Linked DNA regions of Gossypium hirsutum: region 1 is linked to region 2. A link is a contact called in public Hi-C data. All regions are on one chromosome and are shown on one strand. The core of a region is the stretch at or near the end of the contact, and the rest is flanking DNA. Distances in the headings are between cores, read along the strand shown.

What was found. A called contact is a pair of places that touch in the nucleus more often than the background predicts.
Region 1: a Hi-C map of leaf shows a contact between it and region 2, with 2.0 times the contacts expected there. The contact joins two enhancer-like sites. A contact is called at or near these places in 2 of 34 Hi-C or Micro-C datasets (leaf and petal).

The regions. Positions count from the first base shown.
Region 1 is chrD10:14,937,920-14,944,258 of Gossypium_hirsutum_v2.1, reverse strand. It overlaps the pseudogene LOC107915340. Among protein-coding and RNA genes, the nearest start is that of LOC121222271, 56 kb to the right of the region's middle. Within about 2 kb of position 4,753, at least 9 of the 9 cell types and tissues checked have an H3K27ac peak or open chromatin away from gene starts, as enhancers often do. A contact at or near this core is called in leaf, where this site is marked.
Region 2 is chrD10:14,728,635-14,735,654 of Gossypium_hirsutum_v2.1, reverse strand. No RefSeq gene overlaps it. Among protein-coding and RNA genes, the nearest start is that of LOC107914383, 29 kb to the left of the region's middle. Within about 2 kb of position 2,229, at least 7 of the 9 cell types and tissues checked have an H3K27ac peak or open chromatin away from gene starts, as enhancers often do. A contact at or near this core is called in leaf, where this site is marked.

The sequences.
Region 1 (6,339 bases), core at 3,504-6,003, 210 kb before region 2:
TTTTCTAAGTCAAATAGGGTATCCAAAGATATCTGGAACTCTTAGGTATATAAATAAGACCCTTGATTCAGTGAAATTCTTCACTGAATATTCTACCATTAAAGTATCTTTTCTAAGTTCTGTTTGTGGTAATTCAGGTAAGTCCTTATGTTGTTAGGGTTGATTTTCTTTAGAGCTAGGTTCGCATAATTGTGAGAAATCTGTATGTTCTGTTAATAATATGTTTGTTTGTTGCGAACAAGCCAGACCATATTCTAGTAACGATAAAGGCAAAGCCAGAGTCGTTTAAGTTCCCCATTTCTGGTAAGTGATTAGGTTTCGTTAGGAGTATATTCCTTACTAAGTTTTTAAAAGTGTGAGTGATCGATAACTATCAATTTATGGGTTCTTCAAAGGTATTCTGATTATGATTGCTAATGGCTACGGTTTTCTAAAGGAAACCTTGTTTTCAAAACCCAAAAGTAAGATTTCTGAAAAGCTCTATTTTAAGTTACGAATTCTGTTTTCAAAATTACGATTTTAAAAAGATAATTCTAAAGCACAGTTTTATGTAAGCTCCTATGCGAGCCTTTGATTATAAGAATGTTTTAAAAGAATGATTTCAAGTTGTGTTTTTGAAAGGCACTTAACATGCGAGTTTTTTATAAGTAAATGTTTTAATTCTGCTTTATGTGAGCTTTCTGCTAAGTTTGCTTTGTGTGAGCTCTCTTTTTGGCTTTGCTTTGTACGAACTCTCTGTTTGGCTCTGCTTTGTGTGAGCTCTCTGTTAAGCTTTGCCTCAGTGCAAGCTTTCTATTCTGTGTGCTCCTTAGTGAGCCTTCTGACTGGTATACCAATAGTGTGAATATTCACCCATGTTAAGTCTCACTCTGCGTGTTCCTTTGAGAACATGAGCTTTTGTGAGCCTCACTCCGCATGCTCTTTGAAAGCATGGGCTTTTGTCAGAATTGTGATATATCTCATTCTGTGTGATCTTCGTGAGCTAGGTTGGATATAACTTATTCAACAAGACATGTCTTCTGTTTGACGACCTAGTCGTGTGACCTAAGGCTGACTTTGTTCATGAATTCTGTTATGTGCTAGCTAGTCTCACAACTCTATTATAAACTCATATTCAATTTTGTTTTTGAAAAGCAATATGGCATCACAGGATTTTAAGGCGAGTCCCTTTTAAAAATAAGTTTTTAAAAAAAGAAATTCTAAGCATTGTTTTTTAAAATTGGTTTCACAAAAATAAGGTTTTCCGATGTGAACTGGGTCTCGCATCCTCACCTACGTACCCAACATGTGAAACATTTTCAAAACTAAAGTTTTCTACTGTTTCCAATTGTTGTTTTTAAGGCATAATCTAATAGTTTCTGATTATTCACTGAGTTCTTCCCCGAACTCACTCACTTCTCTCTTACTTCTCAGGTAAGTAGATCGCATATAGCATAGGCGATGTCGATGATCCGGTGAGGCACCTGACTGATACAGTCGAATCATAAAGATGGGCGATGGGCTTTTGTTATGCTATTTAGAATAATAAATTACATTTTTAATTTATTTTCGAATTATTTTCTTAATATAAAAGTGCAATATGATATATATATTTAAGTTTACTCAATTTTTGCAAACTTGTTATGGATTTTGACTTCTATTTTATAATTAATAAATCGATGTTATTCATGCATGTCTATTTGTAAACTACTTGCGTACCCTTGTAGTGTTAGTATTATTATATGCAAAACCCTAGATATGTTTACCATATTTACATACGTACCCATAGCTTTGCGAACCCTTACATGTGTGCGAACCCATGAATTTATGCCAACCTTGTTTAATTGTGATAGTATTTTGCATGCATGTTTCCTTATAAGCAAAGCCTAATAATTAGTGAATCTACAATGTATGAGCAATTTAAGTGTTAAGTAAACTATTAGTGTTTTGTGAATTTAAGATTTAAAAATCACTATATACGAGCTATGTATGATTGTGATACGAACCTGTAAATATTTCTAAGTGTTTGGAATTATTGTTTCACATAATAGTGAACTCTAATTATTTTGCATGCGAACCCTTGTGTTTCATGAATGTATGGTTTTCCACTACTTTATCTTCATCTTCTTTATCTTGATCTTCACTTCAAGCTATATCTTCATTTTCATCTTCATCTTGTTTCTCCTTGGTTGAGTGTGGCGTCGTCCTAGGTTGCCATCGTATGTTGTCTGCTCTACTAACATGTTGTTGCCAAGATAAGCCACCTGGGTAAAACAATGACATCGAGGGGGTTTGCATCATTATCAGCAAATAAGCGTATGATGTCGCATAACTCGATTGCGGATAAAATGTTAGAATTATCGGTGATGTGAGATACACCGGTGTTGTTGTAGGCATTGTCATATAATATAGTGTTGGGGACAGATGTGGTGCAAAAAATATACCTGCATACAAGGTACGATGGTGCATAGTGTGATGCTTGTGTAAAAATAACAGACTTAGTGAAAATACCGAAATAATATGAACTATACTGACTCGAAGTGGTGTAACCATCGGTGCCTCATGTTGGGTTGGAGCTTATGATGACTTTGCTGAGGTGGCATGTAGTCCTGACCTAGGATTCATGCGGAATCATCTTGGCCTCCTACGAGACGTTGCCTAGCCCTTTCCTCCTCCGACAGTAGATATGACTTGTCGTGATGTCTAATCATCTCATGTAGTCCAGAGAGGTAACCAATTCTAGTGCAAGAACAAGGTTGGGAATAGGTATGAAATCATACCTATGCTCCCAAATGTTGATATATTTCTTGTGAAATTTCGCCCAATCTTTGTCAATCTTCCCCCGTAAATTGACCTTGTGCAATTCTTCGAGGTCCTCAGGTGACGGCAGAATAGTTTGCCTAAACCCGAATTGGCATAGCAATCAGTTGGATTCGTGCATCTACACTGTCACGAAAACTATCAATGACACCTTAACGTGCTAGATATTGCAATCGGTAAAAAATTCGTCCGAGATGCATTCTTGAATTTTTGGATCGGCGTATGACATCCATTCAAACTATAGTATGAAATTATAAATTTTATTATCTATCTAATATTAAGTTTCAAATCCTTACGTAAATATTATATAATTAAAAAATTCAAAAACTAACATTCGCTTCCGATCGTTGATTTAATAGTAGCTGAATGTCTTCGAGCTCGCTCGCTATACCCACATGAATTGCCCCATTGTTTCACCTATTTAAGTAATATGTTATTTCAAAAATATAATAATGAATAAATATTATGATAACTATATTATCAAATGAAATTTACTTTGTTACGAGTAGGAATCAATAAAGGGTGTTGACTCAAGGACATAAAAATAGTAACCGGTATCATGCCCATGACTGTAGAAGGAGTATGCAACCACCGATTTTAATTTTTTATGGTTGCTTCACTCGACACATCTTTCGGTATAGTGTGGCCAACATGGTTGATCCTCAACTGAGTTGCCTCACTTCTTTCAAGTCGACAAGTTGTAGTAGCCACCTTAGATGTACTAGATTTCAAGATTTATCGAACATTAGAATACCCCCGGTTAACCTCAGGATGAATGCTCGGGGGTATTGTTGTCTTTCAATGGAACTTGCGGAGTTGTTGCGATAATTGAAAATTTCTTCCAACCATTTCATCTCTATTCGGCTACTAAAAAACTTCTCCAACACCTTGCCTACTAGTGCATCGCAAATGTTGCTCCAATCGCCAATGTCCACTACCCTCGTAACGATTGGCCTATCCACCGATAAATTGATTTGTAATGCTACGTCTCCAAGTGTGATTGTATACTCACTGCATGAAAGATGAAATATGTGTCTTGGGTCTCTATCTTTCCACCAATGCGTTGATAAATGTGGGATCTAGTTTACACCCCCTGAGCATATGAGACACATGCAAAAATCCCACCTCTTGCAAGTCTTCTTCAATTACACGCAGTGCCCTTGCAAATAAATTGAGGATGTACGTCTCTAAAATTTGATCTTCGGCCTAATTATATAAACATAAAAAAATATAAATTTAATTATATTAACAACTTAATAATGAACTTAATTAAAATTAAAAAACTAAAAAATATATTTTCTTACCATTTGCAATTAAACATCAAAAATGTGCTTGCCATTGAAATGAATTAGCAGAATTGCCATTATAAAAACCAATTAAAAACAAATAAGTTACGAAATATAAAATTAAAACAACAATATCTTTAGAGAAATTATCTTTTAAAAACTGAAAACTAAAACCTTAGAGAATTGAGAGAATTAAAAAAATTGCAATTTTAATGCAAAAGAAAAAAATGACTTGAGTTTATATAATAAATAAACTAGTTGTTTTTTATCCTTGGAAATAAGTTGCTGTTTTTAGCCTATTTCTCTTTTTTTTAAAAAAAAAAATACATATTTCTCTAGTTTAGCTAATATAAATAACTAAATTAATTATAAATATTAAAAAGCTAAAATTTAAATTATTTTTATTTTCGTAACAATTTTCAGAAAAAAATGATTACTATTTTTAAAGGATAAAATTAATATCTCATAATATTTTTAAAGAAAAATATTGTATTATTTTTTAAAATAGATAAACCAAATATGTGTGAGAAAAACCAAAGTTTATCCATTCTGCGTATATGGGAAGATAAGAATAAACAGGACAAAACAAACTCAAAAGGTCAAATCCCAATCTGTCTCAAAACCTGCCACGTCATCACTATATCCATTCCCCCAAGTCCCCGAGCTAACTTAACGACTTTCCTTTCTTCCAATAAAAAATTGCCATGTCACCATGACTTTTATGTTTAAATTACTCAGTCCCCTCCTTTTCTTCACATTGTCAGAGGACAAACCACCGCTTAAAAAAAAAATTCCCCGTTGTCGTAAAAACATGAACCCAAATCAGACGGTGGAGGATGAATCCCATCCGTCCATCACCGCCGCGAGCCGCCGTATCCAGTGTCTGTCCCTTACCTGACCCCGCTTCCACCTTCTCAACCTTCACCCCAACTCAACATGCTAACATGCGCCAAGGCGGCCAATAAACTGGAGGTTGACAAAGTCTCTCTCTCAACCTACATGAGAGGGAAAAACAGGGATATTCAAGAGAAAATCATTGAATTTTTCGAGTCAAGGCCCGATTTACAAACCCCGGTCGGGGTTTCAATGAATGAACATAGGGAGCTTTGTATGAGACAGCTGGTTGCGTTGGTTAGAGAAGCAAAGATCAAGCCTTTTAGATATGTTGTTGATGACCCCGCTAAGTATTTCGCCATTACTGAAGCTATTGGGAGTATTGATGTATCTCTTGGGATCAAACTTGGAGTCCAGTTTAGGTATATTAAAGATTCAATCTTGGTTGCTTTTTGGAGTTTGGGTATTTAAATTTATGAAAGTTATTCATGTTTTAAGTTTTGGAATCTGGGTTTTATGGGGAGTGTGTGTGTGTGTGTGTGTATGTGTGTTTTTTTTTTTTGTAAATGAGGAATTTATTGGTTTTGGATTAATCGTAGTGAGTTGGAATGCTTAAAATTGTGCAGTCTTTGGGGAGGTTCAGTGCTGAACTTAGGAACTGAAAAGCATAGGGATAAATATTTTGATGGAATCGACAATCTGGATTATCCTGGGTGTTTCGCCATGACAGAACTACACCACGGTAAGCTCTCTGTTTCAACCATGACAATCTGGGTTTTCTTGTTATAAATTATGGTGGTGTTTTTTATGTATAAAAAACTAAACCGTGAAATTTATGTGGATTTTGAAAGGCTCAAATGTACAAGGTCTTCAAACCACGGCAACATTTGATCCAGTTACAGATGAATTCATCATTGACACACCAAATGACGGAGCCATCAAATGGTGGATTGGCAATGTTGCTGTTCATGGCAAATTCGCAACGGTTTTCGCTAAACTTATTTTACCAACTCATGACTCCAAAAAAGTTTCCGATATGGGAGTCCATGCTTTCATTGTCCCAATAAGGGATTTAAACACTCTCCAAACACTTCCCGGAATTGAAATCCACGATTGTGGCCATAAAGTTGGTTTGAATGGAGTTGATAATGGAGCACTGCGATTCCGTTCAGTTCGAATCCCCCGAGATAACCTTCTTAATCGATTCGGCGATGTTTCTCAAGATGGAAAATACACTAGTAGTCTCCCTACTATAAACAAACGTTTCGCTGCCATGTTAGGTGAACTTGTAGGTGGGAGGGTCGGCCTTGCATATGCTTCCGTTGGCTTCCTCAAGATTTCGGTCACTATCGCTGTTCGATACTCCTTACTACGCCAGCAATTTGGTCCTCCCGAACAGCCTGAAGTCAGCATTCTTGAT
Region 2 (7,020 bases), core at 980-3,479:
ATTTGGTTAATTCAGTTAATTTTTAACTAAAAATAAAAAAATATATAATTTTTAGTTAATTCGGTTAACCGACCGAATTAACCGAAAAAATTTCGGTTCGGTTAACGGTTAAAAATTTTGAAATGTCGGTTAATTCAGTTAATGCTATTTCGGGTCGGTTAACCGACTGAGCTCCCCTATGTGAAACAAACTTTATGACTAATATACTCACCATATACTTTCCTCAAAGAGGAATAGTCTTGATAAACATATCTATCATTCAAATCTTCCTTATTAGTACCTCTTTCCTATATTCAGTTTCATTTAGCACCCTTTGGCGGTTCTTAATGGCGGATTCGTATTTGTGGTCTCCAGTTAAATATTCTTTTGTTTGCTTATACCACAGGTATTACAGGCACATTATTCTCACATCTGAATCTTGAGGGGTTGCCACCCATATGCCCTTTCGGCTTCCACGACTACTAATTTGGCAGTCTTTTCCCACTTTTGTTACTTTTGCCATTCTTGGTGGATTCCTCAAATCCACTGGCTAGTTATCACTTGCCAAAACTTGTATTTTTCTTCAAATCCCTTTTTCCTCATTTGTGTGATTTCCCATAGTTGACATCCTGGCTGACTACCCCTTGTTTAGTGTCCTAATGGACTCCATATGATGCCATAGCCGAGGAACGATGTTACTCAATTTAAACTCTTTTGTGCCCCATGGTCGAGCCATGGTCTTACACATTATGAACCCATGTTTAACATCCTGGCAGACTACCTCCAGTTTATTGTTCTGGTGGACTCCATATGCTGCCATAGCCGAGATATGGTCTTACACCACATAACTCCATGATTAGCGTCCTGACAGACTATGTTGGTTTCCATAGCCGATCTATGGTCTTACACTACATAAACCCATTATTGATAGGAGAAAGTAAATGAGAAAGTAAATGAGAAAAAGACTAAGTATAAAGCTACAACCTTAATTAATGGTTCTAATAATATGGATGACCCTGACCACCGAGTTATCGCTGAAGTTTTTAGTCTTGAAAGATACGATCAGGTTCTATTTTAGGGATTTGGAAAATTCAATTTGAAATAGTGGAACAATGCACAATAAAATTTTAAAAATTTTCTTTTAAACTGATCGATTGTGGTGTTTATAGCAATAAACCCTTTCACTTGGATCGTACATGTGCTTTAGATTAGGCGAACTAAGTCATTACTTTAGATTAAAATTTTATATATAGGCAACTTAATATTTTTTAATGTTAATATTATAGTATTATATATTACTCCGGATTTAATTTTTATGTGTTATATATTACATACTATATAAAAATAACATAATAGAATATATTAGAAACTTAGAAACCGGTTAGGCTAAGTTTGGGCCTTGAAGGTTTGAGCTTGAGCCGACTCGTATCTTAAACGAGCCTATTTTTTTTGCCTAAACCCACATTTTGGGCCTAATATTTTTGCTAAACCCTTTTAAATTTTAGGTAGACCTTCGGGTTTGGACAGGTAATCCAACCCTTGAACAAGTTTAGTTACGAGTAACAACAGAAATTGTTTTTAAAAAAAGAAATAAATATCAAAACTATACATGAACTTTGATCCAATGTGCAATATTATAAAATAAACTTTGATTTTGTGCAATTTTATAAATGATTTTTTTATTTGATTTAGCTTTTTTAAATCACTAATAATGTTATCGAATTAGCACCATTTTACATTGATATATTGTATGCACAAATAATTATATTAATCAAATATGAAAATTAATGTATGTATTTATTTCTTTAAATGTGTACATTTAAATCAAAATCAAAGTTTCATGCATACATATAAACCACAAATTAAGTTTCATGTGTATAATTGTACCAAATCAATGCTCATGTATCAAATTGCACATTGGATTAAAGTTCACGTATAAATTTGATATTTATTTTTTTTAAAAATAGTCAAACATTATTATCTTAATCCACCTTTAAAAATACAATATTCATCGAATATTCAAATTAGTCAAATATTCGTATTATTATTTTTTGAATATTAATTTCATTATAAGTTATTATCGTATCTGCTTCTTTTAATATAATGTTTAAAACTACCTATACCTCCTCCTCACATTTTTTGAAGTAAAATTGGAATGCATTAAAGAGAGGATATGTGGTACACTGATCAAAGTTCTGAAAGTACCAGCTGTCTAACAACTGTCAATAGAGTATTGATAACCGAGGCGGTGCCTCGGGTTTGCCTAACAATAAAGAAAAAGAAAAAATAAAAGAAATTGAAACGCCTCTTTTAAGGCCCTAATCAAAGCAAAAACCTAAGTAAACTGAAGAAAGCCTAAATCCTATCATCTATCATAATCACGTTTCCTCTTCTTTGCATCTGTAGTTGTGGTGGAGTATACTGGTAGTGCCTTTTCATCACTGCAAAGAGTCTCATTGAGGCGCTCTATCAGATTTCTCCTAAATCTGAGTTCATAGAGGGTGGTGAGGAGAGTCGTTTTTGTGTTGCATCCCCGGACTTAGACAAAAATGTCCAATTTCTACCGATTCTAGAGCCTTCTTTGGTCGTTGGCGATGATGGGTTCAATCTCCGTCAGTAAATATGAGGATAATACACTTCAGTCCAATTAAACTCATGTCCTCCTACATTAACAACAATATCAATACCAATTGAGTTAAGACTCAATCCACTACTAAATTAATTTTTAAAAGCTTAAAATAATTGAATTGATATTATGTTTGAATATTCGAATATATTCTCCATATAATTAAAACATATTCAGATAATAAATATTTAAACATCCAGATTTAATTTGTAAATAGTAATTTAATATCCAAATTCACTAATTATCCTACTTTACAAAATCCAAATCTGTAAAAAGATGAATTAATATTGGGTAAACTATACAAATGGTCACCCAATTATGCTTGCATTCCTATTTTGGTCACTCAACTTTAAAAAAAAATTTAATTTAGGCACTAAGGTTTGAATTTGTTCCTATTTTGGTCACCTGTTGTTAAATTGATTATGGGCCTCACTGGTATACTAACACATTTAGTCCTCAATACTTACTTATTCTATCAACTTGATCCTAATTCTAAATAATTGAATAAATTTAACCCTTCACATTTACAAATTATATAAATTTGATCATCAACCTTCCTAATCAAAGCTTTTAGCTTCTAAAACAAAGGCATTCCACATCTATAAATTTGTAAAACCCAAAAAAAGAAAAAAAATCTTCACTCAACTAATGAACCATTTTTCGAACCAATTCCTAATACCAATGAGTTTATCTTGAAACTTTATTTCCTTTTATTTTTTTCATTAGTGTTCTTCTAAATATAATATTTTATAATATTTTGATTGACAAAATTTTAGCTAATGAAAATGAAAAACCTTAAAAAAATTACTTTAGATTTATTCTTGTTGTTAGCAGTAGGATGTTTCCTTCAAGGTACATAGAAATCGTCATTGAAATTGGAAATTAAATAAAAAATTTAAAATTATGACTTTGAAAAATTCAATTGTTCAATCAATAATTATATAAGAAAAAATATGAACATTTAATTTTTCATAAAAAATGTAAAAGAATTAATTGAATTTCCTTTTGTTATATTGATAATTTTTTTTTTTGATTTTATAAACTAATTAGGAGACTATACGTGTTCTATTTATTTTTAACTTTTAAATCCATAATAAGTCGTACGTATCACTAACAATCTCAAATAATTTAATAAATTAATTTAAAAAATTATGCAAAATTAATTTTTAAAAATATTAAATTATTTATATAATTTTATTATATATTATATTTTTAAAATTTTTATTTTCTATTATTTTTAATGGTGATTAGTTAATTTCTAAAACTAACTTCTTAAAATTATAAACAAAAGGATTATGTACCAAATTAGATAATTTCAACCATAAATAAAACAATTAAAAGATGTGGAATGTCTCTGTTTTAAAAGTTGAAAGCTTTGGTTAGAAAATTTGAGGATCAAATTGATAGAATTTGTAAATGTGAAAGGTTAAGTTTATTGAATTATATAGAATTAGAACCAAATTGATAGAATAAGTATTGAGGACTAAATGTGTTATTATACCAGTTAGAAAAAAGCTTTTCATTGTCAATTTAACGACAGGTGATCAAAACAAGAATGGATTCAATCATTAGTACCTAAATTAAAAAAATTTGAAACTAGATGGCCAAAATAGAAATGCTAACATAGTTGGGTGACCACTTGTATATTTAACTCAGATATTAAGTTTTTACTACACATTATCATTCAAATTAATTTGGGAGATATATTTAGAAGTGATAAGCTTCAAAGGTATATTGAGATTAGATTAAGGCCTGCCCAAAAAGCTCGAAACAACCCCCCGAAAAAAGAAATTATGCCATAAATTGGGTCACCAATTAGGCCCATTTGAGGAAAACGTGTGCTTTTTTATTTTATTAAAAGTTTTGCCGATGATCTTTTGGGTGTGGTGATAAAATTGAGATTTTGAGACTTTAATGTGAGTTATATCATATGTAAATGTTAACTTTAGATTCTCTTTTAAATTATTTTAGGTTTAGAATTTATTTTGTATGAGTTCTATTTAGTCATATTTCGATTTTCAACTTGTCAATGGCATCTCAATTCAATAAAAGTGAATAGAGTTCGAAAAGAAGAATTTTTTTAAAAAAAATGGATTAATGCTTAATTTAGCCCTCAAAGTTGTATCCAATAATCACTTTAATACTTAATTTTTAAAATTTTTAATACAAATTTTTGTTAACTTTGAGGACTTTAATGCCCATTCCTTAATTTTTTTAAATTTTATGTTTTTTTTAAACTAAAAGTATATTTTTATGATTTATGGAGTTTTTATATTTAAAAAAAAATCTGATTTTTAATGTTATGAGTTGTTTTTATTTTTTGGCATTTTTAATTTTGAATTTATTTAGAAAAAGGGCGCAACATGGTACATTGGGCCTTGGAGTATGAAATTTTAGATACTAAACTAATAAAAAAAGTGATAATAGGGTAGAATTATGGAGGAGCACATAAATATCCTTATTATATTAATATTTAGAATATAATTTATAATTTATTACTTTTATTATATATTTCTGACTTGACTTGTAATGATCATTAATATAATTTATTTATTTTACTAAATTAATGTTACTTTCATAAAAAAGTAATTTTATTACACTTTATTGTTAGTATAAATAAAAAAAGCAGTCATTAATAAAAAAAATATAAAAAATTTAAGCCCCTCAAAATTGAAAGGAAATGGATATAATGTTACGTGTGGTATACCTTTGTTACAACAAAATAATTGGAGCTGTCAACGTCCGTGGTCTTACAAATATAATATTTGGTTAAGAGAATAATGGTGCATGGCGTGAAGGATGATTGAAAGGCTTGCCAAATATTTCTTTTATATTACCAAACCCCTATTTTTCTTCAAATTTTATCCTCATAATTAATACAAACATATTCAACTTCATCAAAATCATCCAAATAAAACCTTGAGATGATGTTATAATTATCCTCATAATTAATTTTGCTGACGTGATATACACGTACATTGTTATGTGGATGACATGTCAGCATTTAATTAAGTTTTAAAAATTAAAAATCATTTTAAAAAGTATAAAAATAAAAGAAATTAAAATTTAAAAGTTTAATTAAATGCTAACATGTCATCTATGAATATGTTGTGCTAGCAAAGTTAATAAACATTAAATTTTTCATCTATTTCGAGTGATTTGACAAAAATACAAGTTTAAATGCTAAAAGAGACAAAAAAAATTTTTAAATAAAAACTAAAATAACTTGTTTTTACAAAATTAAAATAGAACCAAAAAAAAATCATTATACCTTTTTAAGCTTGAATCTTAATAATTACGATCTCGAATCTCACAAAATTTTAAAATAAAACTTATTTATTAGTTCATTTCTAATACCGAATACAAAAACCTCATCATTTTCAAAAATAAAATACTATTTTGCTACAACTATTTAGAAATATTGTCCATTAGGGGTAAGCAATGATTTAATCATTTATTGATCAATTCAAACTATGGATTTTGAATTAATTTTCAATTTCAAATTAGAATAAACATTTTTATCTTTATATATTTTTATTAGTTTATAATGTGCAATTGCTAAAAAATCATAACCTCACTGGTAAATATTTAGTTTTTTTTAATTATGTGATTTTAACTTTATTTATGGTTTTGGTTATCTATATATGTAAAAGAAAAATTAAGATCTAAAGATTGAATTTAGAATGTATAATCCAATACCTTTGAATATCAATCCTACTTAAATGAATTTTTTTTTGGGTCTATATCAGAGTATTCATCATCAATTTTTTTCGTTAGTGTTTCTTAAAAGGAGTAAATAATTAATTATGAAATATGCTTATTTTTATGGGTAAGAATCGAATTTCCTATCATATGATTAATAAATAAGATGAGTAAACTATAGATGAGGAAAAAAAGAAAAAGGAAGTAATTGATAAATATTGTGAGGTATGAATCTTCAAAAAGTGGTGACGCCAACACTAGCCATCCTTAGTGGAAACCCACTTGAGATTGCACTAAAAAAGAAATAGCCAATGTATGGGTGACGTTATTTTCTCATTATCCAAACAAGTATACATAGAATATGGAAAAGGAAAATCACTAAGGAATCAACCAACCATTGGAATATTGCACCACCCAACGATAATTGCTCCTTTACACGCATCATTTCCCACCCATACTTTATTAATATTACTACTATTATAGGGAACAGATAATCATCCAAAAATATTGTACAGAAATGGATTTTAGTTTTCTGAGACAACAAAATTTTTTGGTTGTGACAAAAATCAAAGCTGAAGTGATGTAGTTCCTTCATCCTCTATGCACAATCCCATTAGTATCCAAGTATGTATGTTGTCTGAAATATGGCTTCATATTTGTTTTAGGTGTCTCAAATAGTTCCGGTTCAGCTGTTAAACGTGGAAGTTTTGCAA